Regions from separate parts of the Mus musculus genome. Here all the other regions are linked to region 1. A link is a contact called in public ChIA-PET, HiChIP or PLAC-seq and promoter capture Hi-C data. All regions are on one chromosome and are shown on one strand. Each heading gives the region's core, a stretch centred on a gene start, on an enhancer-like site or on the middle of the called end of the contact. The rest is flanking DNA. Distances are from core to core; before and after follow the strand shown. Region 1 holds the start of Tamm41 (TAM41 mitochondrial translocator assembly and maintenance homolog). Region 2 has its middle 18 kb from the start of Gm36301. Region 3 overlaps Pparg (peroxisome proliferator activated receptor gamma). Region 4 holds the start of Atg7 (autophagy related 7). Region 5 overlaps Atg7 (autophagy related 7).

What was found. Promoter capture Hi-C pulls out the DNA fragments that hold promoters and counts their contacts. ChIA-PET counts read pairs in DNA pulled down with a chosen protein or histone mark. HiChIP or PLAC-seq counts read pairs in DNA pulled down with a chosen protein or histone mark.
Region 2: a contact with region 1 is called in an HNF4G HiChIP or PLAC-seq map of pancreatic cancer cells. The contact joins the enhancer-like site here to the promoter of Tamm41 in region 1. A contact is called at or near these places in 3 of 115 datasets of contacts at active chromatin or transcription factors (the NIH/3T3 cell line, neural stem cells and pancreatic cancer cells) and 1 of 9 other capture datasets (embryonic stem cells).
Region 3: a contact with region 1 is called in a FOXA1 HiChIP or PLAC-seq map of pancreatic cancer cells. The contact joins the enhancer-like site here to the promoter of Tamm41 in region 1. A contact is called at or near these places in 4 of 39 promoter capture datasets (the 3T3-L1 cell line, 3T3-L1-derived adipocytes, embryonic stem cells and 1 more) and 2 of 115 datasets of contacts at active chromatin or transcription factors (the NIH/3T3 cell line and pancreatic cancer cells).
Region 4: a contact with region 1 is called in a promoter capture Hi-C map of pre-B cells, with 5 times the contacts expected there. The contact joins the promoter of Atg7 here to the promoter of Tamm41 in region 1. A contact is called at or near these places in 7 of 39 promoter capture datasets (the 3T3-L1 cell line, the C10 cell line, hippocampal neurons and 2 more), 1 of 484 Hi-C or Micro-C datasets (B cells), 2 of 115 datasets of contacts at active chromatin or transcription factors (memory CD8 T cells and pancreatic cancer cells) and 3 of 9 other capture datasets (adipose tissue, liver and pancreatic islet).
Region 5: an RNA polymerase II ChIA-PET map of memory CD8 T cells shows a contact between it and region 1, with 12 read pairs. The contact joins the enhancer-like site here to the promoter of Tamm41 in region 1. A contact is called at or near these places in 3 of 39 promoter capture datasets (the C10 cell line, cranial neural crest and maxillary cranial neural crest), 1 of 15 datasets of contacts at CTCF or cohesin (the NIH/3T3 cell line), 1 of 115 datasets of contacts at active chromatin or transcription factors (memory CD8 T cells) and 2 of 9 other capture datasets (adipose tissue and liver).

The regions. Positions count from the first base shown.
Region 1 is chr6:115,036,452-115,039,212 of GRCm38.p6, forward strand. Tamm41 (TAM41 mitochondrial translocator assembly and maintenance homolog) reads right to left here and starts at 1,423. Exons shown (of 8, transcript NM_026894.1): 1 at 1,199-1,423. The coding sequence starts at 1,333.
Region 2 is chr6:115,499,891-115,502,651 of GRCm38.p6, forward strand. No RefSeq gene overlaps it. Among named protein-coding and RNA genes, the nearest start is that of Gm36301, 18 kb to the right of the region's middle. Within about 2 kb of position 1,386, at least 43 of the 459 cell types and tissues checked have an H3K27ac peak or open chromatin away from gene starts, as enhancers often do. A contact at or near this core is called in pancreatic cancer cells, where this site is marked.
Region 3 is chr6:115,479,057-115,481,817 of GRCm38.p6, forward strand. The region is part of intron 7 of Pparg (peroxisome proliferator activated receptor gamma); the gene reads left to right. Among named protein-coding and RNA genes, the nearest start is that of Gm36301, 39 kb to the right of the region's middle. Within about 2 kb of position 1,440, at least 182 of the 459 cell types and tissues checked have an H3K27ac peak or open chromatin away from gene starts, as enhancers often do. A contact at or near this core is called in 3T3-L1-derived adipocytes, the NIH/3T3 cell line and pancreatic cancer cells, where this site is marked.
Region 4 is chr6:114,641,742-114,644,502 of GRCm38.p6, forward strand. It overlaps Atg7 (autophagy related 7), which reads left to right and starts at 1,386. Exons shown (of 19, transcript NM_028835.5): 1 at 1,386-1,409.
Region 5 is chr6:114,679,295-114,682,055 of GRCm38.p6, forward strand. It overlaps Atg7 (autophagy related 7), which reads left to right. Exons shown (of 19, transcript NM_028835.5): 5 at 868-945. Among named protein-coding and RNA genes, the nearest start is that of Atg7, 38 kb to the left of the region's middle. Within about 2 kb of position 1,412, at least 13 of the 459 cell types and tissues checked have an H3K27ac peak or open chromatin away from gene starts, as enhancers often do. A contact at or near this core is called in memory CD8 T cells, where this site is marked.

The DNA.
Region 1 (2,761 bases), core at 173-2,672:
CTGACCTGGAGCTTGCCAAGTATGCCGGGAGCCAGGAAGCCCCAGGGATCCACCGGTTTCTGTCTCCCTAAAGCTGGGATTACAAGTGGGTACACCACAATGCCTGACTGAAGGATGATTGTAAAAAAAAAAATGTATAATTATGATAATCTATATGAAGTAACTGGACAGCTCACAATTTCTCATATGCCCATGATCCATACTTTCCCATTTGTTAGAGAAAATCGGTAGGATGTAGAAGAAATTCAAGAAACACCAGGTGAATTTTAACTGGAAGAAAGACCTGGCCAGGAGCTAGACCCAGGATGCCCTACTGTACAGTGACTGAGACTCCGTACTCTGGAGTAACAAGCCTCAATCCTAACTAGATTCCTGTTCAATGTGCTGACCTGAATAAATGTGCTACCTGCCTGGGCCCTACACCCAGTCCATCAACTTCCTGAAGCCCACGGATCATTCCGTATTTTCTCCTTATCTTTCGATGGGATTTTCAAAGTTAGCTTCCAATTAGTCACCTGGGATGTTTTACACACTGCTAAAGTCCTAGGCCAATGAAATCAATCCCTGCAGACAAAACCAGTCTTTGTATTGCTAAAAAGCTATGGAAAACTCCAATGACAAAGGCTGAAAACACTTAAGTAGGACCTGCTACTTTGTTTTTTCCCCCTTCCCACTACATCTCTGCAATGCCACCACCTCTTCCTCATCACTCCCAACTTAGATTGGAGACAGACTACTCATGCCTCACTTATCCTATCAGCTCAGGCTGGTGATGGATCGGCATATAATAGCACTTGCTGCCAAACCAGATAAACTGAGTTCAACCTACCACGACCCACGTGGTGCAAGGAGAGAAACAACTCCCTCAAGTCGTCCTGTGACCTTCAAGTGTGCGCAGAAGTACAGGTGCGCTTGCTATATAATCACTAAGTAAATGTAAACATATAGATTTGCCTGGCGTGACAACACGAGCCTTTTAATTCCAGTACTGTGAGTTCGAGGGCAGCCTTCAGCCAACCCTGACCAGGGAAATCCAAATTCCGCTCACACCGAAGGACACTTTGCTAGGATGAACATTTCAACAATTGGCTCTTGGCGTGTCCGGGCTCCGCAGGAATGAAAGGCATGCGAGGAACGGCGAGGGCGAACAGGTGCCAGGCATGGGACTGGTCGGGGAACTAGGGGGCCTCCGACTCACCTCCTGGTGGGCACTGGGTCCTGCCTGGCGATACACCGCGGAGCCGTAGGCGAAGGCCAAACTCAGGTCCTCCGGGAAGTGAGCCAGGATCCTGCGCAGGCCCACGCCCGAGCTGTGCAGCGCCTGCAGCGCCATGGGCGGGCTGGCCCGCCGGTGGGACAGACGGTGCTGTGCCGACCCTGTGCTCGCAATTCCCGGTCGTGCGGACCGCGCTTCCGCCCGGTCCCGCCCCTCCACGCACGCGCGCTTCAGAGCGGGCAGCTGGCAACCTGCGGGGAGGCCGAGGCTCCGTAGCGCCCTCTAGCCGGCGGAGGAGCACATTACATGTCTATCCTGTGACAACCTGCTATAGAGCCTAGCAAATCCTTTGTAGCACTAAAACTACGAATGGTTATTAAACCATTTAATTAATTAAATCATCCTTATATTGATTTTCTTTTTGCTTTTTGTTTTTTTTTTTGAGATAGGGTTTCTCTGTGTATCCCTGTCTGTCCTGGACTAACTCTGTAGACCAGGCTGGCCTCAAAGCATTCAGACAGGGTTTCACTGTGCAACAGCCCTGGAATTTGCTATATAGACAAAGCTGGCCTCGAACTCACAGCCATCCACCTGCCTCTGTCTCCAAAGGGCTAAGATGAAAGCATGAACTACCTCATTCACAACCTTGTGGAGCTATCACCTCTAGTGCCAAGTTGTAGGAGCATTTGAAGATTTAGAAAAACAAAAGAAATGTAAAACATGCCGGCCCAGGGGATTGTGATTGCTAGAAACTGACTGTGGTTTCTTCATGTTAAAGGTCTTTTTCAAGTCTGATAATAAATAAATGTTCCATAAAAGGAAACATATTGTATAAATATTCCCTCACATTTGCATTCAATTTTAGAGTCAGAGAAGTCTTCTTGCCCCTTCAGGGATGGTGTCTTAGTCAGGGTTTCTATTCCTGCACAAACATCATGACCAAGAAGCAAGTTGGGGAGGAAAGGGTTTATTCAGCTTACATTTCCACATTGCTGCTCATCACCAAGGAAGTCAGGACTGGAGCTCAAGCAGGTCAGAAAGCAGGAGCTGATGCAGAGGCCATGGAGGGATGTTCTTTACTGGCTTGCTTCCCCTGGCTTGCTCAGTTTGCTCTCTTATAGAATACAAGACTACCAGCCCAGAGATGGTCTGACCAATAAGGGGCCTTTCCCCCTTGATCACTAATTGAGAAAATGCCTTACAGTTGGATCTCATGGAGGCATTTCCTCAACTGAAGCTCCTTTCTCTGTGATAACTCCAGCTGTGTCAAGTTGACACAAAACTAGCCAGTACAATTGACCCCTTGTCAACCTGATACACAAACACATCACTAGTAAGCCTCAACCCTTACATTCTTATTCATCCCCAAGATCTAAATAACTTTAAAAGTCCCACAGTCTTTACATATTCTTTTTTTTGGGGGGGGGCTTGTTTAAACACTTTATTCAGAGGCTTGGGGAAAGATGGTAGAACACGCTGTCTGCTGTCCTGCGCGGGGCAGACCTTAGAGCAGTCCCGGTCGCTAAGAGCGTCTTTACATATTCT
Region 2 (2,761 bases), core at 136-2,635, 460 kb after region 1:
CGACGCTGCCGCTGCTGCCACAGTGGTGGGCAACATGCCTTGGAAAAGCTGCACTATGGCCAGGCCTCCCAGGGCTCCCGGGGTGGGACAGCTGCTGATGAAGGGGGACTATTTTTTTTTAAGGAGCTGCCTCCTACTGACAAGATGCTAGCCAAGGTTTTCTCCTTGCTCTGTTGCCTGATGAGGGTGACTATTCTCTCAAACACCACGCGCAGTCTTTGCTCCTCAACTGCCTTCCACCTCCTGAGTCCTGGCTCAAGCTTAGCAAGGCAGTGTTTTGGGGTCAGGACACAGCCAGGAGCACACGGCAAGGGTATCTAAGGCAGAGGAGCCCCTAACGCAGAGGTCACATGCAGAGTGAAGGCAGGGCTCAGAGAAGCCAGCAGAGGACGGGGATCAAGGAGTGCTGGGAGGTGAGGGAGGACCGCAGACCTCCAAGACGCTTCAGCCTTGCAGGGGCTTCTGGGCAGAGAGATGCTAAAGCCAGAAGCAGGGCCCGGAGAAGGTCAGAAAGGAAACAGTCTGCGGAGGCACCGCCCAGGGAGACAGGTGGCAATGAATGTGTAGGACATGCCAGGAAGAAAACCAACACACAGGCCTGGGCTCCAGCCCCGAAAGCCACGGATGCGGGGGACAGATGTGTAAGACAGCACAGTATCTGCATAGGACCACCGTACACCCTTCTGTAAGTTCAAAACTATGTCTGAGTTAAAATACTCAACCCAGCAAAGGTGCTGTGTAAACAGGTGCCACATCGGTTTGGGAAACAATGACCCAAGTCTGCCCACGCTTAATACAGACACAATTTTCCCTAATATTATATGCAAAATTGTTTGAGTTCACTTATGTGGAAACCATGGATACTAAGAGTTGACTATCATTTTTTTTATTTTGTTGTTGTTGTTGTTTTTAAGTTTCAAAATCACACTTAAATTGTCCTTTGAAAGCCAAATATGTCTCACTTGAGTCCAAGGACTTCCAAAAAGAAAAGCTCTTCCCAAAATGGGGTGTTCCCTTCCTCTTATGGCTTCATATGCCCCTAGGACAGGGCTGTGCACCCCACTCTAAGAAACACGAGCCCTATCGGCCTTTAAAGAAAAGACTTGAGTTGCTGAATGTCACACGGGTGAGAGTCTCTTCTAGCCAAGCACAGCTACCATTAAAGAGCAGAGCTTGGGGAGAGGAAGGTGGGGGGTGGGGGGTGGGGGTGACCTGAGGTCAGCAGAAGCAGGACAAGGAAAAAGGAGAGCCCAGTGTCAGTAAATATTCACTGGCCTTGCCTGTCCCCAGCTCTCCTCAGCCTCTAGGGACACAGAGATAAGGCTGGTGTGACTCAGGCCACCAAGGAACTCACTTTCATGGAGATAAACACAGAAGCTGGCAGCCACAGGACAGCCTGGCAAGCAGAGGAAGCCAGAGGGCTGGAGGCAGGGTGGGTGAGGCCGGATGACCTTGGGCAGGACTTCTGGAACCTTCCTGGGACTCTTCTTATGTAGCTTAAGGAATGCACAGCTACCCCCGGGGGTCACAGTGAGGAGGCACGGAGGTAAAGCAGGGCCAGCACTGCCCACTCTGCTCCCCACCCCCACCCCAAGGGTTAGTGCTGGGGACAGATTGCAAGTGAAGATAACCTCATCTTCCAGCTGGTGTCAGCTGCCACCTAATATCAGAAGGGATTATTTGAAATTTCCCAGGCAGGCTGAGCTATGGGCTTTCCAGTCCCGTGAAAGTGGGGAAGAAAGTCAACTTGGCTTCACAGAGGAGGTGACATTGGAGACCAAGTCTCAAAGGAGGATTTATGAAACAAGAAAGAAAGAAACGCTAGGTGAGGGGCTCGTGTGCAAAGGCATATGGGGAAAGCAGTGTTTCTGTTTCACTAAGCCTAGGGCACTTGGAAGAAGCGAGTCAGAGCAGCAGAACAAAATCAATCAGGCTAAGAGAGCTCGGCAAACCAGACCAGTGAGGCTGGAGCTCATCCTAGGGAGAGTGGGAAGCCATAGAAGACCTTCAGCAGCTATGCTTGCTTTCCTGAGAAAGTCACATCTGTAAAGGGAAAGGTTTGTTCTGGCTCAGGTTCAGGGCTTTCAAATCCATGGCTGGTTGGTCACATTGCTTGGGGCTGTGATGAGGTTGTGCACAGTGGTGGCTATATTGCAAACCAGAAAACAATGAGAGGAGCAAGCTGAGGCCCTATCTATAGTCCCCTCAGGAATACACATGATGACCTAAGGCCTCCAAGGTCCTGCTTCTCAAAGTTCCCCTGTCGTCCTCCTTGAGCCATCACCCTGGAAACCAGACCTTAACACGTGAGGCTTTGGGGGAACATCCGAGATCCGACCTTCCAAGCTAGAAAGTAGCATAGCTGATACTCGACTTGAGATCCCTTGGCCAGCCACTGGGAAGACAAGGGTGATGGGAAGACCACAAGTGGTAGCAGCGGTGGGAGGGGATGGCTTTGGTCATAGAAACAGAGGGAACAGACAGATGTGGGAACAGTCTTGGGGAGTGCAGAAGACAATGATCAAGTTTTGACTTGGTCACACAAGCTGTGTGGTGGTGCTTCACCTCCTGGGAAAAGATTACCTGCAGGACCCCAGGTCAGGTGTCTAAATCGCTATGGGATGCAATGGGAATCTGGATCTTCAGGGTGCGATGAGCTGGAAGATACAGGAGGGTCATGGGAGAAAGTACTGCCAACCACGCATCAACCACAGTAAAGGGCAGTAGAGGAGCCATCTTGACTCTCCAGGCCCCATCTCCC
Region 3 (2,761 bases), core at 190-2,689, 440 kb after region 1:
ATCCCTGTGCGTTGCTTGCCAGCCATCCTAGCCGAAGCATCAAGCTCCACTTTCAGTGAGAAACCCTTTCTCAAGAAAGTAAGGTGGGGAGTAAGGAAGATGCCTGATGCCAACCTCTGACCTCATGTACACAGGGTCAGGTGGGATTGGGTGAGCACAGACATACACGCACTGGTGAGAGGATTTAAAACAGTTAAATACCATCAATACCATCCTGTGTCTTCGTTTCTCGTGCTCTAGAGGAACAACTGAGCACAGGGACACTTACTCTGTGTAGGCAGACAGATAGATACTTGCTCATGGCCATTGCAAAGCACCTCATTCAACAGCTCAGACCCAGTGAGCCACTGCAGATAACTTGGGGCAGAAGGACCAACTGACTACAAGGTTGGGCGTATTCCTCCACCCTGGACCTCAGTTCCCCTTCAGTTCTTGAGTATACGTGCCATGCTTCCATTTTACTACAGAGTGATTTCTGTGAGTTACAGTGCACAGTATAGCACATATCTCTGGAAAAACAGGCTTTATGTGTCTCAGGGGAGCTCCACATAGTCATACTTTGACTCTACTCAGCCCAGAGCCTTTATACCCCTTTTAGTCAGTGAATGTCTCCCATAGTTGTTAAGTGAAAAGGACACAATATCCAAACTACTTTGAAACTAGACATTAAAAATAACTATAAATAGCAATAGGCCAACACTTTTGTGTATTTAGTAGTCCTGGGGATTGAACTTATGGCCTCATGCATGTGAGCACAAGCTTCCCTATTGAGCTACAGTCTCAGCATTATGCCAGCTTCCTACTTCTTCTATGCCAGCTAAATATTTAACTTCCTTCCCAATTGAGAAAGTTGTTTTTCCATGTCTTCTTCAGGTATTAAAAATAAACAAGGGCATCTAATTTCTCTTGAGCTGGACATCCAGCATTAACATGTCTCCTGTCCCCCATCAGGAGATGGTCATATCACAGAGTAATAGCTGGTTTACTAAGGACTAGCATATCTAATAGGCTCCTACCTACACTGTGCATGAGATTAGCAGAATGGCCTTGAATAATGACTCACTTTGAGTTATCTAGAAATGTCCCATTAGTTCTCTGTTTTCATAACCTCATGCACTTGGTATGACAGGGGTGAGGTATATTTATGAGTTTGCAACTGGCACCTAAACACTAAAAACCAGAGAGCTGGGGGCAAGGATGGGGTAATGGAGAAAATAGTGAAACATCTTAGAGTCACCCCATAGATAGGCATACATGTGAGAATCTATGTGCAGGCTCTTGTTTGGAGAGGATAGAAGACCCCTTATCTGTAACTGCTCCAGAAATAAAACTTCCTCCTCCGCCCTGGCTAAGTAGGCCGCCATCATCTCGGGACTGAGCAAACAGTGTTGTCTGAGGCAGACAGGACTGAAAGTGGAACTGCTGAGTCACTCCTGTCCACACTGGCAGCCAAGGAAGAGGCTCCTTAGCCAGTCATAAGAGATGTGGCTTTTCAGAGCACTTTATCATTTTGGACTCTCAAAATGTGTGTTTAAACTCTGGGTGACCCAGGCAGCCTTCCAGATGGGCACCATTCAGCTGCAAGTGGGGAAGGGTGAATGCAGGGTCCTCAGGTCACCTAACAGAGAGGTTGGGCAAGGGATGGGGGTGGGAGGAGGGCGTAAGGGCTGTGCTGCAGCCTAAACAAAACTTCTCACCTGCTACTGCAGCTCTGGATAGGCCAGGGAGAAAGCTCCAGAATCACACACAAGAGTCCAAAAGCCCCACTCCCCCACTTCCTAGATGTGCGGTTGCAGCAATTATTGACCTCCCTGGGCCTTAACTTCCTTATCAGCTCCCCAAGCAAGTAAAATAGCATTATATGAAGCTTTTGGCACTGTGCCTGGGACACTGCTAGGCACACAGTGAATGCTAATTTCCCCTTTCTCCTCTGTGATATCATTTGAAGTAGCTCCACTCCATCCTGCCAGTCAAAAGGCTTAAAATTCCACCAACCGTCCTTAAAATCCTTCCTACAATATAAATACCCCTAGGGAGCTCTCAACTAATCCTTTTATCAGCTATCACTTTAAGGGGATTAGTTGCAGATCAAGAACAAAACCCAAAGGGAAAGAGATACAGAGAAGGAGGAGGAGCCAAAGAAGGAGGATCAAAATCCCCTAATCCTGGGCCCCCAAGGAGACAGGGGAAGCTAGGACTGTGGATTCTCCCACCCAGAATTCCCTTGACTTTGCAGGAAACTAAGGTGTTTAGAAAGTCATATCTATGGTTTACAATCACAAGTTCTTCAGAAAGGAGAGGAGAGGAGAGGAGAGGAGAGGAGAGGAGAGGAGAGGAGAGGAGAGGAGAGGAGAGGAGAGGAGAGGAGAGGAGAGGAGAGGAGAGGAGAGGAGAGGAGAGGAGAGAGAGGAGTGGGAAATCTGAAGTTGATAAGGCTACTGTCTCAAGTTTGCTGGTTTGCTGTCATGGATCTAAAGTCACAGAGTTGCTCTTAACCCTTTTCTCAGCCCTTCCTCCTTTGTTCCCTTTGGCAGAGCCACCAGGTACATTGAGGGCAGCAACGTGTCAGGCTGGAGGGGGCCTCGGAAGAGGTTACTCTCCTATTTCCTTCCACTAACCCTTCTTCCTCTACCTATACTCCCAGCCCCAACCAGCTACCAATCCTGATAGAATTGCTCAAAACACGGAAAGCACAGAATTGAAGCAGAGCACATGGCTGAGCCTTGAGTGACTAGTACAGCAGAGCTAGAAGGATCACAAG
Region 4 (2,761 bases), core at 136-2,635, 390 kb before region 1:
GGGGTTTTTTTTCTTATTTTTCAGAGTCTAAGATTATTTCCTGTCACTCTGACTCCAAAGTGTCTGTCTCTCTCTCTCTCTGTCTGTCTCTCTTTCTTTTTTCCAGGAACCACTTTCCATTTGTTTACTCTGCCCCCCCCCCCGTATAAGCTATAAGGCACACACACACACACACACACACACACACACACACACACACACACACCACCTTGTAATTTATCCATTAGAAATAGGAAACCCTTAATGTAAAAAAAAATCAATAAATAGTCCAAGATATTATGATGAATCCCTAGAGGCACTCCAAAGGCACTGTGTGCCAGGAAAGGTGTCCGTGGACTGCCATCTCAGCAATGGTGATGCGGTATCAGGATGCTTGCCTTGAGCTCTGATCATCCTGGACTATAGAACTAAATCAAGTCAAGTACACTCTTGTCGCTAAGGAAGTCACTCATGTGCAAGACTCCCCAGGCTAGAGCATTTCATTATGTTCATTATCCTGTCAAAAAAAAAAATGTTTTCCCAGTAGTAAGTTTTTTGTTCGTTTTATTTGTTTGTTTGTTTTGTTTGAGATAGTGTAGCCCTGGCTGTCCCAGAACTCACTACTCACAGATCCACCTACCTCTGCCTCCCAAATGCTGGATTTTTTGTTTTGTTTTGTTTTGTTTTGTTTTTCGAGACAGGGTTTCTCTGTATAACTCTGGCTGTCCTGGAACTCACTTTGTAGACCAGGCTGGCCTTGAACTCAGAAATCTGCCTGCCTCTGCCTCCTGAGGGCTGGGATTAAAATCTTGTGCCACCACGCCCAGCCCAAATGCTGGAATTTAAGACATATCCCACACCGTCTGGCCCATATTAGGTTCTTAAGAAGTGATTTTATAGTCACTGAAGTTGCTGGCTGCAGTAGCTTGGTGGATATTTTAGATTCTATTTGGTTTTCCAGAGTTATATTTGGTTGGGCAAGCTTTTAATCCCAGCACTGGGGCAAAGCAAAGGTAAGCAATCTCTGTTAGTTCGAGACTAGACTGATGTATATGTATACAGGTCCAGAACAGCCATGGCTATGTAGTGTAAATATGAGGAGGACATAACCTTTTTAAAAAATTAAAAATGCAAAAAATAAAAATAAACCTTGTTTCAACACCTGTACTCTAGTACTACCCTGGGAATTTGATAATAATTCCGTAGTACTGTAGAGTCACTCGCAGGAAAATGTAATCTTCCTTACAAGCCCCAAAAGGCTTACAGGTTAGCCTTAGTTTCGCCCCGTTATTGCGGTTGTGGGGACCCTTTTTGTCGTTGTTGTTGTAGTGCGCATGCGCGCCGCGCTTCCGCGTTTGTGTGGGCTGGGTTATTACGTCATTGGGCCGCGCGGCGCGGCTGGGGCTGTGGTTGCCGGAAGTTGAGCGGCGGTAAGTAAGCCGTGGTTGCGGAGCAGCTGCCGGGGCTGGCGGGGTTCACTTAGGAAAGCTGAAGCCAGTTTTGGGCTGGTCTGGAATATTCTTCACCTGTCTATACTCGGTCCCCTCGTACTCCGGCAGAGAGTGTTGCGATCTCCGGGTCGGGAGGCGCCTCTGGTTGCTCATTCTGTGAAGTGCTGCCTTTGGCGTGTGTGGACCGGCCACGGAGTAAGCTTGTGTCCCCGGACTGTGAAGGGACTTGATCTTGTTACTTATGAGGAGGACATAATTAAATCTTTTCTACTAGAGGTTCTGCATCCCCTTAAAGGACCCAGAGATTACAAATTAGTACTTTATAGGAAATCAGCCTGGTGAGGCAAATGCACTTGTCAGAAAGTTTCTGAGCCAGGCATGGTCGCGGAGAGAGGTGACCCCAGCCGCAGGGAACCTGAGCCAAGAGAACTGCTATTTAGAACCAGCCTAGGCAATCGGACACAAACCCTTTTGCAAACTGGAAAACGGGTGTGGGATGTAGTTAAGTCCCAGAGCGGTTCTTCAGCGTTCCAGGGTCCTGGGTTCAATTACCAGCACATGCCAAATTGAATTTGAGATGAGACCGAATCAACCTGCGTCTGCAATTTTATTTAATTCTTTAAAATTATTTGTAACTTTGAGTGCGTGTATGCGTGTGTGGTCTCATGCCTCCAGAGACAAGACATGGCGGACCCCAGCAGAAGTGGAGCTCCAGGCAAGCTGTGCCTGATATGGGTGCTGGAAACCCTACCCAGGTCTTTGTAAGCACTGAGTCGAGTCAGCTTTCCAGTATAAATTAATTTATTTTTTTAAGACTGAATGCCATGCACCCCATGCTGTCTTTGAACACTCAGTGAAGCAGAGGCCGGCCTTTGAGTTTTTATATTTCTACTTCCACCTCCTTGAGTCCTGGGATTACAGGTGTGTACCACTACGCCTGTTTTTCTGATGTGTTCCTGCATGCTGGGCATCATAATATCATGGACTATTTATTGATTTTTTTTTTTTTTTTACATCCAGGGTTTCCTATTTCTAATGGATAAATTACAAGACGGTGTGTGTGTGTGTGTGTGTGTGTGTGTGTGTGTGTGTGTGTGTGCCTTATAGCTTATACAGGGGGGAAACAGGGGTAAACAAATGGAAAGTGGTTCCTGGGGAAAAAAAAAGAGACTTTGGAGTCATATTGACAGCAAATACTCTATCATCACCTCAGAGCTTCACTCCCATATCAGGCATCCTATTTATAAATCCTGGTCACAAATGTGCTTTCCCTTTCAAACGTGCTAATTTGGTGGCTTTTTATGTTGGTTTGACTTTGTCTTTCTTTTTTT
Region 5 (2,761 bases), core at 162-2,661, 360 kb before region 1:
TGCTCTAGGAATGGATGTGCTGCTATAGGGATGGGTGTGATGCTGTAGGGATGGGTGTGGTGCTGTAGGGATGGGTGTGATACTGTAGGAATAGGTGTGGTGCTATTGGGATGGGTGTGATGCTCTAGGGATGTGTGATGCTCTAGGGATGGATGTGCTGCTATAGGGATGGGTGTGATGCTGTAGGGATGGGTGTACTGCTGTAGGGATGGGTGTGATGCTGTAGGGATGGATGTGCTGCTATAGGGATGGGTGTGATGCTGTAGGGATGGATGAGTGTGGTGATGTACTCCTTTGGTCCCAGCACTCAGGAACACACAGAAAATCTGTTAAGTTTGAGGTCAGCCTGTTTAGAGCATTTTAGACTAGTCAGGGCAATAGGGCGGGGGAGGAAGGAGGCGAGAAAGCCACACTGTGTATTTAATTCAAATTACTCATTTCAGAGCCCTCTTCCTCCCCCCTAGTTCCCAATTCTTGACAGGTCAGGTGTCCTCTCGGGAACTCTGTGCTTCTGTGACAGGAGTCCTGCATGGAGCTGAACCTGTACTTTTATTTCTGTAGCCATGACATGCATGGCACCCAGCAGACAACAGTAAATCCCTTCAGATGGGCATCTCAAAGGTCTGAGTGTCTACTTGCCTCCCCTGTGCTGAGGGCCCCTGAGGGAAGGTGCCAGGTACTCTCATGGACTGATAATGATGGAGCAAGGCTGGTGGAGAGGCAGTGTGAAGTAGCAGGGAGAGGTAATGAACCACTTCAGCGTCTGAGAGCAGTGGCAGGCTTGAGGGGAAGAAGCTGTGCTGAGAAGCTCAGCGGCTGGACAGAGATATCAGCAGCCCAACCTAACACCTTCCTTTCTTCTGGCAGATCTGGGAAGCCATAAAGTCAGGTGCTGCTCTCGAAAACCCCATGCTCCTCAACAAGTTTCTGCTCCTGACCTTCGCGGTAAGTAAATGAGTGGAAGCTGAACAACCCTGGCTCAGCCCCCCAGGCCTGCAGGAGGCTCTCCTGTCTCTAACTGATCCCTGGGAATGTGTGCTAAAGAGCAGCTTTCTGACTAGTGCAGATCGTGCCGGCACCTATGAGCAGCGCAGGACCAGTCTGTGCCTCTTGATCACCCTACAGCCACCGTATAATTTCTCAAACATGGTGACCTAACAACTCCTGCCATTCAGCATAGGACAAAGCAGACTCAGGGAAGAGCGGCTTCACTGTTGCCAGATAATGCAAGGTCCTGTAGCCAGGTGTGACCCCAGCACTCACGACGCCAGCCTTGTATATGTAGTGAATTTCAGGCCAGCTAAGGAGCGACATTCTGTCTCAAAAAAACGAGCAAAGGAAAAGCAAGCAAGTACCCAGCGTGCTTTCCAGGCCCAGCGTGTCACTTTCCTTGTTATCACTATGACAACACTTATAAGGTGGCTGTGGTTTCAGAGGCGTTGGTCTACGGCCACTTGGCTTTACTGTGTTTGGTCCTGTGGTTGTAGAGAATATCACGATGAGAGCACGAACCAGGAGCTGTTCACTTCATGGTGCCTGGGAAGCAAAGAGAGCCGGGAAGGGGCTGGGTGGCCAGTGTCCCCTTTAAAGGCATGACCTCAGTGGGTTAATTTCATCCTATTAACCTCCATTCCCCTAAACCCCACCCCTACCTCCTAAAGGTCAACGGGCTCTCAGCTACAACCTGGGGACCAAGATTTTAACATATATGCCCTTGAAGACACTCCAGATATGAGCTCTCAGAAGCAGAACTCCACACTGCAGAGGGCAAAGGAGCTTCAGGGTAGAGGCCGTTACACCACACACCTACACACAGTGGTTAACCAAGAGGGAAAGAAAACTTTCAGTACATGAGACATGACTGATATAAAAGTTCAGTGCAGCCTCGAAGTGGGGGTGAAATCACACCTGCCAACTAGTTAAAAAACCCAAGGTCTGCCTTCCCTGTGTGCTCACACACAACCTCGGAGCTGAGAAAGGCACCTGTGTATCTGTGTACGAGGATGTCTGTAAAACACTGCTGTGTCTGTCAAGCGGACAGTCTATAGACTTTGACTAACATTCAGGATCAGATTTCTGTCCCCTAGTGGGAACGTCACTTCCATGATCCACAGTGGCCAGATTGACACTTGCTTCTACTGGCTGCGCCCCTAGGCATAGTAAGGTCCTTCCCGGTGTGGTAACTATGTCCCTTTGCCACAGCTCATAGGCCCTGGAGATCAATCTCCTTCCACACATTCGATCTGTTTATTACTGAGTAAAGTTGGGTATGTTAAGAAAATGTTTTCTAGGCATACACATTGGGAGAAAGGCACCACACTGGTTACTTTTAACTGCGTCTTGTTTCTCCAAATGTCCTCTGTGTCTCCTTTCAGGTGTAGGTGAGGCTGGCAGGGTCTAAACCTCAGGGAACCTGACGGTCATACCTATGGAGGCACACTTTCCAGTGAGCTAGGGTGGGAGAGAAGGATACTCCAGGGCTCTGTCAGGTTACCAGGTGCAGCTTGGATATCAACCATTTGTCTGCTTATGAGTTCCTTGGTAGGATAGACTTCTTAATATTGCTAAAGGTATCAGAGTTTGTTACTTAAACACTAGTGCCTTTTTATACTAAGAGTTCTTGTTAATTAAACATTAATCCATTTTTCATACAAAGAATCCTAATTGATAATTTCGGCTTAATGAGAAAATAACATCAGTTCTCATTTCACGTTTAAGCAGTTTCTTGGAGTCAGTGGTTATCTCCCTTGCTGTCCCTTTT